2 separate regions of the Mus musculus genome follow, and region 2 is linked to region 1. The links are chromatin contacts, called in public Hi-C maps. All regions are on one chromosome and are shown on one strand. Each heading gives the region's core, a stretch centred on a gene start, on an enhancer-like site or on the middle of the called end of the contact. The rest is flanking DNA. Distances are from core to core; before and after follow the strand shown. Region 1 has its middle 32 kb from the start of 1700042G15Rik. Region 2 overlaps Pakap (paralemmin A kinase anchor protein).

What was found. A called contact is a pair of places that touch in the nucleus more often than the background predicts.
Region 2: a Hi-C map of uterus shows a contact between it and region 1. The contact joins two enhancer-like sites. A contact is called at or near these places in 1 of 15 datasets of contacts at CTCF or cohesin (the NIH/3T3 cell line), 23 of 484 Hi-C or Micro-C datasets (the 3T3-L1 cell line, B cells, the HPC-7 cell line and 12 more) and 4 of 115 datasets of contacts at active chromatin or transcription factors (the NIH/3T3 cell line, bone marrow-derived dendritic cells, craniofacial prominence and 1 more).

Annotation. Positions count from the first base shown.
Region 1 is chr4:57,394,658-57,398,397 of GRCm38.p6, forward strand. No RefSeq gene overlaps it. Among named protein-coding and RNA genes, the nearest start is that of 1700042G15Rik, 32 kb to the left of the region's middle. Within about 2 kb of position 1,989, at least 4 of the 459 cell types and tissues checked have an H3K27ac peak or open chromatin away from gene starts, as enhancers often do. A contact at or near this core is called in uterus, where this site is marked.
Region 2 is chr4:57,599,259-57,603,246 of GRCm38.p6, forward strand. All of the region lies in intron 2 of Pakap (paralemmin A kinase anchor protein), which reads left to right. Among named protein-coding and RNA genes, the nearest start is that of Gm52699, 21 kb to the right of the region's middle. Within about 2 kb of position 2,238, at least 18 of the 459 cell types and tissues checked have an H3K27ac peak or open chromatin away from gene starts, as enhancers often do. A contact at or near this core is called in uterus, where this site is marked.

The sequences.
Region 1 (3,740 bases), core at 739-3,238:
CATAGTGACAAAGGGCCTACGAACCCACATATCAAGAAAGTTTTAACTCAGAACTCCCTCCCCCTTCAGAATTCCCAATCTTTAAAACTGTCTTAGGGTTTTATTGTTGTGAAGAGATACCATGACTACAGGAGAAAGCATTTAATTGGGGCTGGCTTACAGTTTCAGAGATCTAGTCCATTATCATCATGGCGGGAAGCATGGCAGTATGCTGGCAGAAATGGTGCTGGAGAAGGAGCTGAGAGTTCTACATCTGGATCTGCAGGCAGCAGAGAGAGAACTAAGATATTCTAGACCCTCTTCCCTCAACAAGGCCACACCTCCTAATAGTGCCACTACCTGTGGGTCTCTGAGGGCCATTTGTTATTCAAACCACCACAAAAACATAAGAAGTAAATCTCTGTTCATCATAATTACCCAGTTCCACATATTATGTTAAACACACCGACAATGGCTGAAGAAAATGTGAATTTTCTTATGGGTCTGGGGGCTTGAAATCTGACATTGTGATATCAACAGGGGCAGGAACCCTCTGAACGTTCACAGGGAGAATGTCGTTTTGCTATTTTTAATTTTTATTTATTTTTATTTTTGTGGAGAGACAAGCTTCCTTGTGTAGCCTTGTAACTCCCTCTGTATTCCCAGCTGGCCTCAAACTCAGAGATCTGCCCTACCTCTTCCTCCTGAGTACCGGGTTTGAAGGTGTGCACCACCATCACCACCCAGCTTCTGCTTTGCCTTTTGCAGCTTTTGTGGCTCCAGAAATGTGCTGGCTCCTGACGGTATCATTTCCTTCTCTACCCACATCGTCCAGCCTTCTTCCCTCTTTCTTTGTGTCCTAGTCTGTTCTCCTAGGACACTCATTAGGTTTACAACCTATTCCCAGGCATATGAGCTCACCTTGATCTTTCCTTTAAAAACTATTATATTTGTGTAGATGTGTGTGTGTGCATGCATGTATGTGCACTGTATGCATACAGGAACTCATGGAGGTCAGAGGAGGCATCAGATAGATACATTGCATTTTGAGGTCTCAGGTGCACATTAACATTGGAAGATTTTGTTCAGTTCATGACAAACCCCAAGAACCAGTTGTGTGTGTGTGTGTGTGTATGTGTGTGTATGTGTGTGTACATGTTTATGTACTTATTCATATGTGCACATATATACATGTGGAGTATAGAGATGAACACTGAGTGTGTTTTCAATCACTCTGCATTTATTTTGTGAGGCAGAGTCTCTCATTAAGCCTGAAGTTTAGTGATTTGGCATAATTGACTGGCTAACAAATCTCAGCCTCCCAGTTCTGGGATTGCAGACAGGTCCCTTATACATGGGTTCTGGGGCATCAAACTCTGGTCCTCATTCTTGCGTGTCAAACACTTGACTGATTGAGCCATCTCCCTTGCTATTTCAATATTTTGCAGTTCTAGAAATGGAACCTAGGTTCTCACGAATGCGGGGTGAACTACCATTAGTGTGGCATCCTTTTTGCCCAGAATATGAATAACATTTCACAGTGTCATTTCTTTTTTTAAAAAAATGTTAATTTTATTTATATATTTTATTTAATTTGCTGTGTGTTTGTGTGCCACATATATGTGTGAAAGTCAGAGGACAACTTGCAGGAGTTAGTTCTTTCTACCAGGTGGGTCCCAGGATTTGAACTTGGGTCTTCAAGCTTGACAAAAAAAACGCCTTTACCCGCTGAGTCATCTGGCAGGCTAGTAGAGTGTCGTTTCTATTTTTATTCTCTGTTATTTAAAAACCAACAGCAAAGCACCAGATGTGCTTTTGCTTTCATTATCCAAAGTTTGTGTTAGGAGTTAGAGTCTTTCGCAGAGGGATAGTGGGTGAATGTTCGTGGGAGAGTGGGTGGGTCAGTGTGCCAGTCGTTCAACATCCTGTGACATGCAACCATGACCCCTACCCCCGTCTTGGGAGGTGAGCTCTTGTCGGCTTTTTGCTTATGTGCAGATCGTGTGCTATCATAGAGACAGCAAGCCCTCACGCTCTGGAGCAAAGCATGTGTTTATTACAGTCCGCTCCACAGCAGCTGGGAAGTGGCTTCCTGCTCCGAAACCAGATAAATTATTGTTATTTGGTTGTCTATGTGTGGAAGTGCTTTCTTACCATGTTCTTATTCAGTTTGGAAGAATAGAAATTTCTAGGGTCTTAATTTACTGAAGGTGCGTTGAGTGAACTTCCTTTTTTTCCCTCTTGATCCTTTTATTTTGCACAGATTTCTCAACTGTCACTGTTTCCTAACTTGTAGACTGCTGCAATTTCCCTCTCTCTTTGGTCATTTTGGCAGGATCTTTTAATGGCAGCTTTGCTTGAAGAGTCTTACCTCAATCATAGCCTGTTTGAGGTACCAGTGGATAGTATTATATTATGAAATTGATAAAACTGAAGTCACAGGGTCCAGCAGAATTGGAAAGGTACCATGGGATGGCTGGCATTTCACTCAAATCAATTAACACCAACCTAGAGGGCTAACTAAAGGCATATGATATGCACATGACCATGTGTCTCTTCAGACAGACTAATCATCCCATCTTGGCATCATTTAGACCTTAGGTGTGATACATCAGAAGACAGGAGGAGGCCAGACGCTCTTCCCCAGTTGCCTTCTTCAGATGGTTAATCCTGGCTGTCAGCTTGATGGCAGTTAGAGTCACCACAGAAACAAAACTCTGGAGGGAATTTCTACATTTGATTATCAGAGGTGAGATGACTTCGGTTGTTAGCTTGTGAACTGCACCATTTCTCAGGATGAGATCTCAGGGTGAGCTGAGCACCAGCATCCACCACTCTCTGATTCCTAACTGAGGATGCCTGTGTGACCAGCTGCCTCATGAGCCTGCTGATGCCTTCCTGTCCACGGTTGAATAGAGCCTCAAACTGTGAGCCTTTCAAGGCAAGCACTGCCTGTCTTAAGTTGTTTATGTTGGTTATTATGTCATGGCAATGACATGTCTGACTAGTATACCTGTCTTCTTTGTTGTCTTCGTCTCTCTATCCTTCTCCACCCCTGTGGGGCTCTGCTTCCATGGAGCTACTTAGCCTGATGGGCAAGCCTCTTTGCGCCTTTGGTCTGAGGATGCTGAATCTTGGGCACATAGCAGTGAAACCTTGCACCCCCCAGAACAAGGTGCCTTCTGGACACACAAATCTCCCTCTTGCTAATAAATCTTTAAAAATAAAAATAAATCTTTTAAAAGATTGGTAAATTATCTTAACCTTTGTGTATTAGCATGATAAAAGATTATCTCCACACAAGGATACAGGGTGGGAACGAACAGAGAAGTCTGGGAGGAGCTGAAGCTATCAGGGAGCAGCTTTGACCTAGCTCCGTTCACGACATGTCTGCTAACCACTGCCCTGCCCCATGTTTAGATAAAAGAGCCCTGGGAACGGGGTACCACAAGCTTCGATACTCCCCCCCAAAGATGATCTAAGCATATCTGTTAGATTCCTCTAGGATATATAAACCTTTGGCCTTGAATTCTGGGAATGGGCAGAATAAGCCAAAGACAAAAACAACAGGGTTGTCTCTGTGATAGGGCATAGACTGCTAATGAAACTGCAGTTACTTTTAAAGTCAGAAGATGCTGCAGGATGAGTTATGGCCTGGGCAGGGCGTTTCTTTTGCTCACTCTTAGCCCCAGCAGGCTCCAGTGATACGAGAGGAACTGCTATTTTCAGCCAGGTCCCGGATGCCCATTTTCTGTCAGCTG
Region 2 (3,988 bases), core at 988-3,487, 200 kb after region 1:
TAAGGGTCGCAGTATTAGGAAGGTTGAGAGCCACTGCTCTGAAGCTTCATCTAACACCATCATATCAGTGGTCAGGTTTTTCAACATATGAATTCAGGGAGCACACAAACTCCAGGTAGATGTGTGTGTGTGTGTGTGTGTGTGTGTGTGTGTGTGTGTGTATGGTGTTCAAGAGACACGTGTGATAATAAGCACCGTTGTTTTTGGATGGTGTTTTAAGTCCAAGGGTTGGGTAAGATCACCATGTAGGGCCCAGGTGATGGAGAAGAGGTCTGAGGTTAGAGCTCTGGATTGTTGGGAGAGATGACAAGGAGCCAGCAAATGAAATGAAAAGGGGAATTGGGGAGTTAGGACATGAAAAAGAGAAGCGGGGAGTTAGGTGAGACTTAAAGTTGAGCTATAGGCTGCGCTTCAGGAAAGGGAAAGAGTCCATATTTAGCAAATGCTGACAGAGCCCAAGAAATTTGGGGCCCAAGGACTGTCCAGTGGATTCTTCACTCTGGGACTTCTGTGGTGGTGAGCTGGAGGAACAGTAAATGGGCAGGACTTAGGGGACCCAAAGCCAGGAAAGGTGTTGATTCCTCACTATGTCTTGATGTTAGTGGAAAAGGAGAACAGTAGTGGCCAATAAAGGCAATAGGTGTGAGCGCCTTTGAGAATGAACTGGGAAACATGGAGGAGGAAGGCAAGGGGGACTGGGGTGGGGAGTGGCGATGGTCTTCCGGTGGTGGCCACTGAGGAAGACACAATGTGTTTACCTGCAGGGCTTGTTTTTGTACCAGAGCAGCAGAGCCAAGATGAGCTGGTGGCTCTGAGTGGGCCCTTCTGCATGCTTCCGCTTTCTCAGTGAAGCTGGAAGCAAGGCCAGCTGCTGACACTGAGAGAGGTGCTGGCAATCTGAGGACAGAGGGGAGGGTGTGAGGCAACCCTGTTGGGCAGCTCAAGAGTCAGACCTCTGGACACCTCCGGTGTCTTCCCTGGGGTTAGGAATCCTGAATGGACAGTAAGACCTGATAGTAAAATCCCAAGGCGTGTGTTTGTCCCTGATGCCTTCGACCAGACAGATGTGGGTACCTGTTGGCAAACTATTGGATTTCAACTGAGTAGGGTTTGCCAGACCAATATGTCACAAAAAGAGCGAGGTAAGGGAGGAGGTGAAGGCGAGTACACCGCACATTTATGGTTATTGACTATGGAGTCTGAAGCTGACTAGTCTAGGAAGTGAGGCACCAGGTACACAAAGAGCACTGGAATGAATGGCTTATAGCAGTATGAAAACAGTATTAGGCTTTATTCACTTCTATAAACTATATTTTTTTAAAACTAAGTCATGTTTCCAATCCATGATAGAAAGTTACTGTGTTAAAATATAAAAAAATATTTATAGATGGAACCCCCTGTATAATACCAATCCTTCTCTTTGTTACTGATGAGAGGCCTTGTGGATAAGTCCTGGAGCAGTCGGCGGAATGACGGTGGAGGCCTCATGTGAAGGAGAGGATCTCTGGCCAAACCCCAGGGCTGGACTTGAGCACGTGCCTGGTGTCCACTGGCCAAAGGAACACTAGTCTTGAGGATGATGGTACAGCTGACAACCAGTGGGATGTACAGTGGGCAGTGTTTGCTAACAGGGAGGCAGGACTAGGCAGCCAGCCATCTGGATCCAAGGTCTGTGAGGGCTGGGACATGGGGTTGGCAGGAGATGAATGCATCTTACAACGGCGAGAGTGCGCATCTGAGAAGGAGGCATGTACAGGACACGAACACCTAGGAAATCCATCATGGCATTCTGATCTGCCTTGCTGAGTTTTACATCTTGCTGGGTTTACATCTGGGGAGCAGGAGTTGTTCACAGAGTCCAAGAGCCTGAAGAAATAACTACTGAAAAGGACGGGCTTGAGTTCATCTTGCACTGAGGACACACTTCCCACCACAGTTTGGACTGGCTCAGGCATTGCATAGGACTGAGGCCAATGGCAGGAGCACTCACAGGTCCAGCTGTAGGTTCTGGGAAAGGCAGGGGCAGAGGATGCAAAGAGAGACTGAGGAGAAACAGCTGTTGTCTTCCCACTGAGCAGATGGAAGGTCTAAATACCGTTACACCATTTATTTCATCCTTGGCAAAATCCATGTTTATTTCGTCTCTAGCCACATTGCTCAGTATTAACCTGAATCCAAAAAGGCTAAAGGGAAACCATGGGGCTTCCTGTTGGACTCTTTACTCTTTCCTACAGTAGATATGCACAGCACATTAGCATCCTCATGTGGCATGCCACTGTGCTGGACCGTCAAACCACACTCTAACCCAGTAGCCTCCCTGACTTGTCACGTGACCTTGCTGCGTTGGAGTCTTCCCATCCTTGGTGTGGAGATAGTAATAGCTGTCTTCTCGGTGACATTTAGATAAGAGCTAAAGATGTGCTGGTCGTAGGGGCGGAAACGCAATTCAAAGCGCAGCTGGGAGGCTTCACGGGCAGGTTGGACTACAGAGACCTGGGCCTTGCAAAACCAACAGAGGTCAGCACAGATTAAGTGGGCCAAATCAAATCTTTGATGGTTGAGTGATTTTTAGAAAATGATTGCAGGTCTGCACAATTTAACAAGACGGCTCATAGCGCCTGGAAATATTTTTCCAGAGCGGATCAGATAAAGCCAACTTTGAAATTGGCCATTGCTGTAAATCAAGTGGCAGACTCTCACTGACCTAGCTTTCCCACAGGGAGAGAAGGGAAAACTGCCGTGTGGCTGCTGTGGCTTGATTTGTCAAGAATGGAGTGATCTCCACCACCACACGAGATTGCCCGTCATTCAGCCTGATGTAATGAATCAGGACGTCTGTAATTCAGAAGCCAGTGAGATGGGTGAATCACACAGATAGACTAAATGGTCATATTTCCACTCCAGCTGCCCGCCACGCACAGTGGTCTCTGTTGCATCATTCTTTCCTTAGTTAATAATTCTTGGCCCGTTGCTGAAGTTTCTGCTTTTTAATGTCTAATGTCACAAAGTCAGCATTTCCGAATTATCTGCCCTCTCATTAAAACATAGGTAGAGGTGAGGGATGATGGGAAGAGACAGATTGCTCTGAGACCTGACCTGGATGCCTGTGCTCAGTCTATGCTAGAGTTGGCACCCATTCATAATGGTCCATGTGTCTGTGGGAGCTCTTCCAGGCCAGGCAGGGCTTGTCAAGTGGCTCATTACTTCATCTTTCTTATGCCAGGTCCACAGAGCATGCTCTGTGCTCCAACTGATAAAGTTAGCTATGGTCACTACAAGATGGTTCAGAGTCGCTCCCTGGGATCCTCCCTGGTCATACGTACTCAACCTGATCTTTTCAGTTAGGTTATTATTCTTTTAAAACAAGGTCTTGTGTATCACAGGCTAGGTTCAAACTTGCTATCTAGCCAAAGCTAGCCATAGACTTCTGATTCTCCTGCCTCCACCACCCAAATGCAGGGATTACAAATACGTGCCACCAAGCCCAGTTTATACAAAATTAGGGATAAAACTGTGCATGCCAGCCAGGTACCCTACCAACCGCGCTACATCTTCAGCACCCAGCCGTTTTTCTCTCTTTTCTGAACTTTTGGCTTCGAGATTGACTTTGACTGGCTTTGGATCTGTGCAGATGCTATAACTGAACGGCTTTGACCCCCCTTAAACTTCCTGTGCAATGGTGGTGCCCTCAAGGGTGACATCACAAACCTCCTAAGCTCACATGAAGACAGAGGTAGAAAGCCTATTCCATATAAACGAAGGCACTTGTCCTCTTGTGCCATTGCCCCAAAGGTTGGCTCCACTGCACTGCTGTCCTTTGTATCCCATAAGTTCATGGAAGTGTCCATTTCTCTGGACCACTGTGTACACTTGATACCCAAGGAATGATGAAATTTCATGTAAAGAAAATCTAGAAACATCCAAGTACAGGACTGTGAACAGGATGGTTGGAAGACTCTAACTCTCTGTATGTCCCAACCGAAGACTT